Linked DNA regions of Mus musculus: region 1 is linked to region 2. The links are chromatin contacts, called in public Micro-C maps. All regions are on one chromosome and are shown on one strand. The core of a region is the stretch at or near the end of the contact, and the rest is flanking DNA. Distances in the headings are between cores, read along the strand shown.

Region 1 (6,423 bases), core at 2,501-5,000, 170 kb before region 2:
GTTTTACTTTTCTTGCAGGACACTGTAAGTCGTGATGCCATACCCCACTCTGCATGCTTGGCAAAGCTTCTCCACCAGACGTTTTTGTTTTACAAGCAAAAAAGCATTCCAACACTAATAAACTCTAAGTTTTCCTTCCATTTTCATATATATATTTTTTAATTGTTCCATTTTGTCTTTATGTTTTAAAAATCTCTATCTTCTAAAAGGTCTTGCTCCCAGTTAAAAATCACTGGACAGATTACTTGAATGACAGGTTTCTTTCTTCCACGTAAGTAACTTGCACTGTACAACGTTTATAATAGTTTTTGACAACACCCTTGAGAATGATTGCTTTCTGTATTTGACAGAGAGGACCACTGGTTTTCCTTTGCTCATGTGCTTGTGTGATTTTTTACATTTGAACTCATTGTTTGCTTTTCTCTTGTGTCTGAGACTTTTAGCTCTGGATGTCCATCAAGTTTTTAAGTTTAAGTGCACACACAGTTATTTGAACAGTTCAGAACATTTTCTAAGCAATCTAGAAAGCTAGCATAGATAATTTTTTCCCTCTCTCCAGAAAAATAAAGCTTTGCCCCAGAGCTCTCAATCTTGTCCAAAGAACCTGACTCTGTTCTCTAGGCCCATGCCCCACCGCAGTCCGTTCTGTTGTGCATCTTTGAAAATAAGAAAGCATTTCATTTCTAAGACTTGCACATCAGTCAGAAAATGAGGATGACCAGCAGGAGAATAATCAAGTACTCAGGGCTGCACATGGTAGGAGAGGCAACAGCAGAAGTGCTCTACTGAAAAGTAAGTTGACACTAAGGGAAAACCTGATCTGTAGCAGACCAATGATAATTTGGAGGTTCTACTAGAAGCATAAAGGCCTTGCTCCTTTTCCCAGAATCGAAAGAAAAAGAAATTGCTACTACTACCCCCTACCACCAACAGCAATGTCAGGTGCTAGCCACTACTTTGTAGAAGGACCCAAAATGATGCAGCTTCAGAACTCTGGATACTCCCATCCAAACCACACTGGCCTGTGAGTTGGAAGATGGTACAAGAAGAAACATGCAGTCTTCCACCCTTCCAAAACAATAACAAAATCACTGAAGCAAAAAACAAACAAACAAACAAACAAACAAACAAACCCAAATCAGGAGTTATTTTTCCTTTTGATTCCAGAAACTTACTCAAAAACGTTTGCAATGTGGCATCAAATGCAATTTCTGCCTGTAAATAAATACTGTAATTATTTGAACTATGTAAAGTGATCCAACTCACAGTTTTGAGTGACATGTTGGGGACATTCTCTAAGATGCCTCTGGGTCACAGCGGGCAGGAGCACATGAGGTTCTTCACTGTGCCTCACCTTGCAGCTGTCACTAGCAGGGACACTTTGGGAAAACTGCAAAGACATTTCAAAGATGGCTAAAGGAAGGCAGAAAATAAGAAGGAAAAAATGCACACTCTGGCTTCTTACCCCTTCCTCCATGGAAAACAAACTGCCAGGTCTCCTAATGCCAAATGAGTTTGTGTGTGTGTGTGTGTGTGTGTGTGTGTGTGTGTGTGTGTGTGTGTGTAGGGGGGTCTGTGTGCAGTCACTTGGACAGTCACCATGAGACTGCCAAGATGCACTTGAAATTGTGTGCTGCACACTTTAATATTCTCCCCTAGGTAGTTACTCATTCCCTGGATACATTTCCCACAAGGGAATGCCCATGACAGGTAAGATTATTAATTGTGTTTCTTTCAAGTTTGCCCATGTCACTTTGAAGCATCTGCAAGTATATGATGCTTTCTTTTCAAAATCTTTGTAAAGATTTACAGCTGAGTTTTGAAGCTTTTTGGTAAGAAAGAGAGATGGGCCATTGTCTTTAATCCATTCCATTTTGTCTTGAGAGTTACTGATGACACATTCACAATGATGGGTGATAGGAAATCTCTTTTGCTGTCAACATGTATGTAGGTGGACTTCTCCTGGATTCCTTGGTTTTGAAGACAGAAAGAAATGAGTGAATCTTACAACATAAGGCTTTCCCATTATTTTCAAAGGGTATGTAGAATAGCCTTAAGTAAAGTGGAAGTATTTGTCACATTTCTGGTCATATTTTGGATGTTCTTAAAAGACAACAATATAATTCCTGGTTTAAAAAAATCCACTAAATTTAAAGATATTTTAGTATATATTATCAGTAGATGTGTATTTTTTAAAAAATCCAAATATTCATTTTACAATCTTGAGTCCAAAGCTGTCACTATCATTTTACCTGTGGGTTCTAAAAAATACACAAGTCAAACAAATACTTTGAGCAGAGATTACCATCTATGCTTTAGATGGCTGACAACTTCTGTCCAAAACCTATCTTAGTCATTACTGGGACATCTGTATCTCATGTCACACTGTACAGCTCAGATCTCTTTTTCTCCCTCCCTCATTTCCTTCTCTGTTCCCTTGTTCCCTCTCTCCTACTGCATAATATACACAGGCACACACCAAACAACAGCCAAAACCCTGAGAAGCAAATAAGAATTTCTAAGTCTACACCATCTCAGCCAGTAAATGTGACACACCCCATGGTCAAATTTTCTGTCTCCCATATATGCAATATTTACGATGTGGGTCATTACCCCTTAAAGTAGACCTTAAGACCTTACCTAAAATGACAATCATTCCACTGCAATTATTCCATTTTTTAAAATGATTGGTTAAATACAAATCTGTGAGAAAAAAAATAAGTGCATCACTGTAAGGCACACCTCTCCTACTTACTGTTTAGAGAAAAAGAGAGCAATGCTTTTAAAATAAAAACATCATCAAACACTACGAGTCCATTATTTTGATCTTTCATGGGGGTTCAAGTAAAGCCAAGTAGAAAGGTTACTGAATTCTGCCTATCTTTAAAATGGGAAACAATCAGCAGTCCCAAGGCACACAGCAGCTTCCTTTCCAAGGCTGCTGATAGTGGAACCACACACACCCTTCCTGTTACCCCAGGTGCTAAAGAGATTAATGCTGAAAATATCTAAACACTTGGAAATCCTAAAGACATCCTCCCAGCTGGCTATAAAAAGACTGCTCCTCAGGCCTGCTGAGATATATCACATATTTCCCTCTTATTTTATTCCAAAATGAGAGAAAGTTTGTTGAGTTGGCTTCTTGTGTGCCTCACCCCCTACTCCTACCTTGCCACCAATACCTCAACTTTTTTCTCTTCTCTCTCACTATGTGTAACATTTTCCCACTTCTGTCTCTCATGAGTAGGTTGAGTAGTCAATGAGTTTATTTAATTTAACTTTTACCTAGATGTAAGGCACATCAATACTAATAGAAATGTCCCTCCCCTATGTTCTCCAGTCTGGCTAGAGTTGTGAGCAGCATAATGCTTGTTGTACAAAGTTCACGGTGGACTATTAGAATGTTATTTCTTCACCAACTGGAAAATAATAACTGCTATTCGTGTTTTGACTGTGGTGATAGAGCGACAAGAGTGCCACCATATGGCATCATGTCTGAAGTGGGCTCAGCTTTACTCCTATTCATGTCTCTATTCCTCACAGATGTATTATTGGTTTCTATATACATTATTGCTTTGAGTTTCCCTATTGCAATTCTAGTCACCTGAACTTTGTGATTATGAATGTTTAAGTATGCTGTTAAAATGAGGCTCTTTAAATGTTTGTTAGGAAGACCATAGCTGCGAAGGCAAAGCTAGGCTGAAGCCTTGAGCAAAAAGGAGTTTCAAAGTGACAAAGCACTTTCTAAACTTCCTTTTTCAGAGTTGAATGGGGCATCTTTTACGTCAGCAATTACCAAAGCTGTAGGCAGAATTACAGCTGATGATTAATTTATATAGGTCATTTTGTGGCCGTGTCTACTTTGTTTCACAGAGGCGTAAGGAAATCGGAATCTTGTGAGAGAATATGCTGAATGCTGACAAGATGAGAATTCATAACCGATGTGTCAGAAAAGAGCTTGGATAATGTTGCTTGGTAGGTCCTTTAAAGATGCTTAAACTGTTTAAACTTAGACGGTCATCAGAGCTCATCACACACGTGTGTGAGCATCAACTCTTTTAGCTGCCTGAGGCCAAGCACCTCATACAGATCAGGTGGCAGGAGAAGAGATGATGAAGGACAACACACACCGTGGAAGGAGCAATTCTCTAAGGACATACAGAATATGATGGAAAAGTCTGGGAATAAGGAGCAGAGGAGGACAGAGGAACTGGAAGTCTCCCTTTCACTCATCGGAGTTCCAGGCCAACTGCTGACTCCACGTCTTAATCTTCTAAGGCCGTGGTCATTGATATTGCTGCCTCAAGCTCAGGTGGGGAGCCACCTCATTCAAGCATCAGTTGAACACCTTTAGTCATACATTTTATTTCAAAAGGCATTAAACAATCAGAGGAAGAGAGGCAGTTCTCATAGGGATATTCAGAGGAGCACGAACTTGTCTGTTTCATTTTTCAAGTTAGTAAAGAAAATTGTATATTTTAGAAGTGCAGGGATGCATGTGCATGCGTGTGCGTGTGTGTGTGTGTGTGTGTGTGTGTGTGTGTGTGTGTGTGTGTGTGTGTGTGTGTGTGAGTGAACATGTGTGAGTGAATGCCTGTGTTCTCTCTCAGCAATTTTCAGGCACCCAATACAATATTGACTATAGTCAATATGCTGTACATTATAACTCAAAACCTCAAGCATTCTATATATCTGATAATTTCTACTTTCTGATTAATATCTTCCCAATATTGTCCCCTGGGAACAACCATTGTACTTTTTTCCCCCTTTCTTCCACCAGGGCTGCTGACTTCCCCCACCGCACATAGCATCATTATTGAGTCTCCGAGAGTTTCACAAAATGCATCCCAATCCCAATTCCTTCCATGTCTGCTCCCCTTGTGACTTCCTCCCATCAAAAAAAAAAAAAAAGGTAAAGATAATAAAAGGAAAAAAGAAAACAAACAAACAAAAAACCGAAGTCTACTTTATGTTGTCTATACACTCACCAAAGCATGGTCAAACTCCAAGTGGCCTGCCCCTTAAATAGAACGGAGTCCTTCCCCTTCCACACCTCTGCCAGAAGCCATCAGTTATAGAGAGTGACACTTTTTTAAGAGGTCTCTTGGGTGACTTCTTGCCTAGCATGTTATTTTGGGGGTTGGCGGGTTGGGGTGGGAATAGGGGTTGTCACAGACACCTTCCATGTCCCTCCCTCTCAACTGTGCATCTGTAGTCATCCACATCAAGCAAAAGTAGCTTACTTGCTCTTCACAATCATCAGGAGCATGGATCTTGACTTCCACAGGTTTCCTGGCAGCAATAAAGACCAGAAACACAGCCCCCTGCTACAGGGCCCACAGACAAGACCCTCAGAAACTGCCTGCATCATGAACATCAACATGGCCTAAGGTGACAGCACAGGCCAACAACATCAATATGGTCCCTGGTAGCAACACAGCTTATAGACCTTGATGTGGTTTCAGGTTGCAGCACAGACCATGAGCATCCTTGTGGCCTTCATTTTAAACTTGGACCTGGGCATTACCATAGTCTCAGGAGGCAGCACAGGCCACTCTGATCAATATGTCCACTGGTGGCACCATATCCCTAGACATCAACATTGCTTCAGGTGGCAACAAGTCAATAAACATCTGCATGACTTTTGGTGGTAACTCAGACTGCAAACATCAACACAGACTCTGACTGCAGTAGAACCTTAGACCCAGGCATGGCTTTCAGTGATAATATGGTAGCAGCACAAACAACAGACATCTGCATGGTCCTCAGTGATGACATATAACACAGAGATTATTCTGGCCCACAGCAGGACACAGCTGGGTGGAGTGCTGACAGACACAGGCCTGGCTGATTCGCCAGGCTGCTGCCCCTTCTACCACATGCCTAGCCCCCCATTGTCCTTTCTTAGTCTATGAATTCGTTCCTTTAGATTTCCCTGCAAGGTATCTTCTTCAGGACCTATAGATGAAGTGTTCTCAGTGAGCCTGTATCCTATCTCTGGAATACAATTCAAGTCGAATTTTGATCTGGTATTGTAGTTGGAAAGCTGTATAGGGGTTTTCACCCTTTAACATTGTGGCATGGCATTGCAATCTACAATGGCTGTAATAACAATACTGGGACCCATGTTGCCCACAGTCACAGGTTGGCAATGCCAGGTAGCACTTCCACCTCAGCCATTTCCTAAGATTGACTTTGATGTTGGCAGTGGAAGCAGAGACTAACCATGGCATCCAGCCCTTTATTCACTAGTAATTCTAAGCAAATGAATCAACTCTGAATCAGGGGTGCACTAATGATAATTATAAGCAATAGAAACTATCTAAGGTTGGGATGGTACTTTTTTTTTAGATTAGATCAATATCAGAACAGATTTGAAAGGGCAACTCGCTATTACAATAAATCAGGTTACTAAATATGTCT
Region 2 (6,220 bases), core at 2,672-5,171:
GTAACTTTTGTTTTCAACAAATTTCAAGTTCAGCAACATATTCTGGCTTAGTAACCTGGCCAGAATTTCATAGTACAAGCTGTGACCAAAAGCTGCAATGGCCTCTAGATAAAACAAAGTATGTGAGCCAGGAACTTGACACTAGAATTTCAACAACTTGGTTGTGCTGGATCTAAAGAAAGAGAGTAACACTATCTTGAGATATGCTGTGCAGTGGGTTCTACCCTGGGCTCTTAACGATGCCGCTCTCTCTCCATCTGACAGAGTGAATTTGGGATTGGTAAGGGTATATGTAAGTTCTTCTTGCTGGACATGGCCAAGACTTGAGGCTCCATCCTTTAAGCTGTAAACAACAGGCATCAGGTATCACAGACCTCAGCTAATAACTTCTATCCCTAAAGCTCTCTAAGTGGTGGAAATGAAGTTAGGATCCCATGGCTGCTGCTTGTGTCTTCTATGCCTCCCTACTGGAGCTCATGTGAACTTAGCTAAAGCTAAAATATAATTTCAGATAAACTGGGCATTGTGAGTGAAAGGCCTTTAGTAATCACAAAGACAGGACTTTTATTCCCATATTAATATTAAAACACCTTCTAGAAAAAACAGCTTGAGAACATTAATTAAAGCTTCCAAGGGCTCATTTACTTTCACAAATTATCTTCTTAAGAGTAAAAGCTGAAATAAAAAAAAAAAGAAAGAAAGAAAGAAAGAGAGAAAGAAAGAAAGAAAAAGTAAAAGCTGTTTTTCCCCCTCTAGGACAACCTAAGTAAAAGACTGTATGAAAATTTTACCAAAAATATTCAATAGGTTGTTGTTTACAATAGGGGACAATCTAAACTCCCAACAAGAGACTAGCGGGGAGTAGGTTGCTATTTAGCCCAAACTTACAAAGAGTCTATAAGTCAACAGTAGGGCTCTCTGTTAAGGTCTCTTGGTTTAAATTGACTGGGAGCCATTTCTGCTTGGTTAGTGACATTTTCTAATAGTAGTGAGCCTCTCATGAAGTGATTCGCTCTCATCATCGTGGACACCGCATGGTGGGAAGTAGCACCTCTAGCTTCTACAAAGTAGATGCTCCAGGCAAAATCATTTTCACATTATTAAATGTTGACCTGTTGAGAACATTGTCCGTGGTTGAAAAATCACTTTTAGCAAATATTGTCACCGAAAACGGTCCACAGTGAGCATAAGGATAAAACCAGAACTTACAATGAAGTAAGAAAAATATAGCTGCTTCCCTCCCCTGCCCTTCCCTCTCTTCTTCTCTCCTCCCCTCTGCTCCTTCCACCACATTCTCAACCCTTTTTATTAAAGAGGACTGGAAATATATTAATTAAAATGCTAATGGAAATCCTAGTAAAACCCTTTCTAGTCTTGTTTTTGCATATTTATTGTAAGGATCCAGAGAGTAGTACCCCGCATGGCATCACTAAGGGCTTGAGTTTCACAGCTCAAGTAGACCTGAGCCAATGAATCATCATTCTCTTCTATTAGATTCAGTGTATCTGGTTTTATGTAGAGGTCCTTTACCCACTTGGACTTGAACTTTGTACAAGGATATAAATGTGGATCAATTTGCATTCTTCTACATGCAGACAGCCAATTAGAACAGCATCATTTGTTGAAGATGCTTTCTTTTTTTTTCACTGTATAGTTTTGGCCATTTTTTTTTTTGGTCAAAGATCAAGTGTCCATAGGTGTGTGCATTTATTTCTGGGTCTTCAATTCTATTCTATTTATCAACCTGTCTGTCTCTGCACCAAACTATGTGGTTTTTTATCACTATTGCTCTGCAGTATAGCTTGAGATCATGGATGATGATTCCCCCAGAATTTCTTCTATGGTTAAGAACTGTTTTGGCTATCATGGGTTTTTTTGTTATTCCAAATGAAATTGAGAATTGCTCTTTCTATCTCTGTGAAGAATTGAGTCGTGATTTTGATGGGGATTGCATTGAATCTATAGATTGTTTTTGGTACTATGCCATTTTTATTATGTTAATCCTACCAATCCATGAGCACGGGAAATTTTTTTCATCTTCTGAGATATTCTTCAATTTCTTTCTTCAGGGGCTTAAAGTTCTTGTCATACAGATCTTCCACTTCCTTGGTTAGATTTACATCAAGATATTTTATATTATTTGTGATTATTTGAAGGGTGTTTTTCCCTTATTTCTTTCTCAGAGCATTTATCCTTTTTATAAAGGAAGACTACTGATTTGTTTTGACTTAATTTTATATCCAGCCACCTTGCTGTAGTTGTTTATCCACTGTAGAAATTCTCTGGCAAAATGTTTGAGGTGTCTTATGTATACGATCATAATATCAGCAAATAGTGATACCTTGACTTCTTTTCCAATTTGTATTCCCTTGATCTCCTTTTGTTGTCTTATCGTCCTAGCTAGAACTTCAAGTACTATAGATTGGAGCCTTGTCTTGTCCCTGATTTTTGTGGGATTGTTTCAAGATTCTCTCCATTTAATTTGATATTGGCTATTGGTTTGCTGTACATTGCTTTTATCATGTTTAGTATGGGCCTTAAATTCCTGATCTCTCCAATACTCTCAACATGAAGGGATATTGTATTTTGCCAAATGCTTTTTCAGCAAATATTGTGATGATCATGTGATTTTTTCTTTAAAAAAATATATATATAGGATTACATTGATGGATTTCTGTATATTGAACTAGCCTGTATCCCTCGGATGAAGCCTCCTTGATCATGGTAAGTGATCATTTTGATGTGTTCTGTGATTCAGTTTGTGAGAAATCTTTTGAGTATTATTTCATTGATGTTCATAACTGAAATTGTTCTGAAGTTCTCTTTCTTTGTTGGGTTTAGATATCAGAATAACAGTGGCTTCATAAAAATAATTAGTTAGTGTTCCTTCTGTTTCTATTTTGTGGAATAGTTTGAGGTGTATTGGTATTAGGTCTTCTTTGAAGGTCTGATAGACTTCTACACTAAAACCCTAAAATCATCTGGCCCTGGGTTTTTTGTTGTTTTGTTTTGTTTTGTTGTTTTTTTCAGCCTTTTAATGACTGCTTCTATTTTCTTAGAGGTTATAGGACTGTTTAGATAGTTATAAACATAAAAGAATAAAACTAAAGCTAAGAAGGATCAGTAAGAGTAATGGTTTATTTCATTATTATGTTAGCTGGCCATATGATAAAGCATTTAATATAGTGATGAACACAAAGGATGTCCCCCCACCATGTGCCAGGAGAGACAAAATCAAGCAATAAGCATTTCTGTATTACTTTCAACCTTCTAATTTTTCTTTTTTTTTCTTTTTGATTTTTTGATTTTGTTTTATTTTGGTTTGGTTTGGTATTTTTGGTTTTTTGAGACAGGGTTTCTTTGTCCTGGAACTCATTCTGTAGACCAGGCTGGCCTCAAACTCAGAAATCCTCCTGCCTCTGCCTCCCAAGTGCCGGGATTAAAGGCATGTGCCACCACTGCCCAGCCTAATTTTTCTTTATATTACTGGACAATGAGACTTTTTTTTTCTAACTAGGGACACTGCATGATACTTTCATGTTGTAGGGAGAGGGAAAGTCAGGCTAACTTGGGTATGCTATGTTCCCTTAGAGCAAATTAGAGCAAGGTCATGAGAGATAAACAGAGCCAAGCCTGGGAGCAGTTGTGCTTCACTGGGTTTTCTGTTCCTTAATTGGTTTGGAGTGCTGTGGTTCCTTTAAAATATGGGGGAGGTTATTCTACTGAGTGGTGAGTAACTCTGGCCATAGCTACAGGAACAAACAAAACAACAAAAAGCTTAGGGGAAAAAAAAACCCACAAGCACTCAGACTGAAAAAGTAACCAAGCCAAAAATGCCATTTGACTATTGCAAAATGATCGGGCACACACTGAAAGCCAAACATGCTTACAAGTTCAGCAAGCCCCAAATATGCCATGTCATTAGTGTCTTTCCTTCCAAGTATTCTGTCCACATACTCTGAGCTGTTTACCACAAAGAAAAGATGCATCACCTTGTTAAATCATTTCTAAAGCAGGAGGGGAGAAGGAAAAGAAAAAAAAGAAGGGGATAAGTGGGGTGAGGGGAGGGGCTGTGAGAGAGGACCAGGAAGAGGGCAGTGGTCTATGATTAGAGTATTAAAATGAATAAATTAATTAGTTAATGAAAAGGGAAAAGGTGGGAAAGGGAAGGAGTAAGGAAGGAAAAATTAGGAAAAAGGAAACAGGGGGTAGGGAAGGAGAAAGGGAACAAAGAGAATTACTGGAAAAAAATACAATAAAAAGTTTTCAAGTGACTTAATGTGAAATTTTCAAAAAACCTCCATGCTCCACCAGATAAATATTTCTGCATATTCTCAGAAATGGGTCACACTTCCCACATACTTAAAAACATCCTTTACAGTTAATCTATCAATAGCAACCCTACCAGACATTTTATCTTAAAATTTGTCTTGGGCCTGAAGACAGCGTGGTAGTAAAAACCTTGTACAGATCTCCATCAGCCAGGTGAAACAGCTTGGTGTGCTGAGACACTTGCCACCCTAGCCTAGGGAGGGGAAGCTGGAAAAGTCTCAAGATTCGCTGGCCAGCCAGACTAGCCAGTCTGTGAAGAGACCCTGCCTCAGACAATAAGGTAGAGAACAACTGAGCTTGACATTTTGATGCCAACCTCTGTCATCCACACATACACATGTAGGCACATACGTAGCATAGACATGTGTACAAACACACACATGTACACACACATACATATACAATTCTTTGTCCTTTCATTTTTATATGGCTTGTTCGGAAGGAACCAAGAAAGGAAACATAACAAAGCTATGTGAACACAAAGACTGTTTGTTGGACATTCTCCAAACCCAGCTGTAAACATCCACTCTTTGTTCGAATCCTTACAGCCACCTACCCAGTCACATGACAGCAGCATGACCAGCTTTGTCCACCAGAGCTCTTTGCATGGAAATGTACTAAATGTACTAAATGGACATACCAGCCACACTTCTTTCAATGACAAGAAACTGATCAAGTAGAAAATGTGGGAAAGTGGACATTCAGGCTAACTGTCTCCCTGTCTTTAATTGAAGCATTGTCTACTTCTCTGAATTAAACTGTCAGTTTAATTCAAGCTAGCTGAGCTGTTTATCATCCAGGAAAAAATCTAGTAGATGCTGAAGATATGCCAGATTACATTTCTACAGATCTTCTTTGTATGTTTAATCTTTTTTTTCTCCCTCCCTACTTCATGATACACACAGCTCTATGAATTGTGACTCTTATCAAGATGAGGTTTGGACTATCTTCTATCTTGCCTTTCATGTTGGTTACTTTTCGATATGGAATCTTTTCAATGTCAAATGTTGCTAGGTAACTATTTTCCTTGTTTTAATTCAGTTTTGGTAAAAACAAAAGTATATCTAAGTGGTTTAGTCTCAACTAGTATTGCTCTTCTTCCAAAATATGTATGTCCTACTTTTGTGTCAAGAGATACACGATGTGGCTTTCCAGACCTGCACAGAGCTACAGATGGTAGCAGAATTAGTTGTTTATAAATTTTACTGTTCATTGCCACAAACACATGGAACATAGATAATAAGTAATGAAATACTGTTTATAAAATAACTGAATGATTCAGAGAAGGAGATAGAAGGAGATAGATGATTCACATAGAAACAGAAAAAAAGAGGTTTCTCTGTAGAATTCCTTATATCTCTAATTAATATGGAGAAGTACGTGCCTTTAATCTCCAGGGAAATCCTGATGCTGTGAGCCAAACACAGTAGTAGGTTTCTGAAATTAACTGTTGTGATTGATGATCTGGGTATGACAGTGTGGACCGCTTTAAATTTCAGCTTACCAACAGAATAATCAAACTAGAAGTTAAGTTGAATGCTGACTTTATAAGGTCTTTTATGTTTAATTTAATTTGAAATGTTCTTTAGTTTGAAGATTTTTGTTATCTGATTTTATATATACTGCCAGAGTTGCTGCTTTGGGTAAAAATAAAAAATAATAATGGACCACTGTTCAAAGTAATGAGATTCAGAACAATTTTCTTCTGTTCAAGGCTAATTTTTTGGAGATTTCTGTAAGATTCCACCCAATTTTATGGCCACATTAAAGTCTCAGAAGACTCCCCATATTGTTCAGTGCTGCTGGAGTTCAGCTTTCAGAAGTGCCTACCGTGTTGGAGAGAGGGGTTAGGGGCAGCTTGAGAACTAAGCTGCTTTTGCTAGGGTCA

Evidence for each region. A called contact is a pair of places that touch in the nucleus more often than the background predicts.
Region 1: a contact with region 2 is called in a Micro-C map of macrophages, with 5 times the contacts expected there. The contact joins two enhancer-like sites. A contact is called at or near these places in 2 of 484 Hi-C or Micro-C datasets (the 3T3-L1 cell line and macrophages) and 1 of 115 datasets of contacts at active chromatin or transcription factors (bone marrow-derived dendritic cells).

What each region holds. Positions count from the first base shown.
Region 1 is chr12:35,460,193-35,466,615 of GRCm38.p6, reverse strand. No RefSeq gene overlaps it. Among named protein-coding and RNA genes, the nearest start is that of Gm26071, 22 kb to the right of the region's middle. Within about 2 kb of position 3,750, at least 16 of the 459 cell types and tissues checked have an H3K27ac peak or open chromatin away from gene starts, as enhancers often do. A contact at or near this core is called in macrophages, where this site is marked.
Region 2 is chr12:35,292,447-35,298,666 of GRCm38.p6, reverse strand. No RefSeq gene overlaps it. Among named protein-coding and RNA genes, the nearest start is that of Mir680-3, 100 kb to the right of the region's middle. Within about 2 kb of position 3,921, at least 87 of the 459 cell types and tissues checked have an H3K27ac peak or open chromatin away from gene starts, as enhancers often do. A contact at or near this core is called in macrophages, where this site is marked.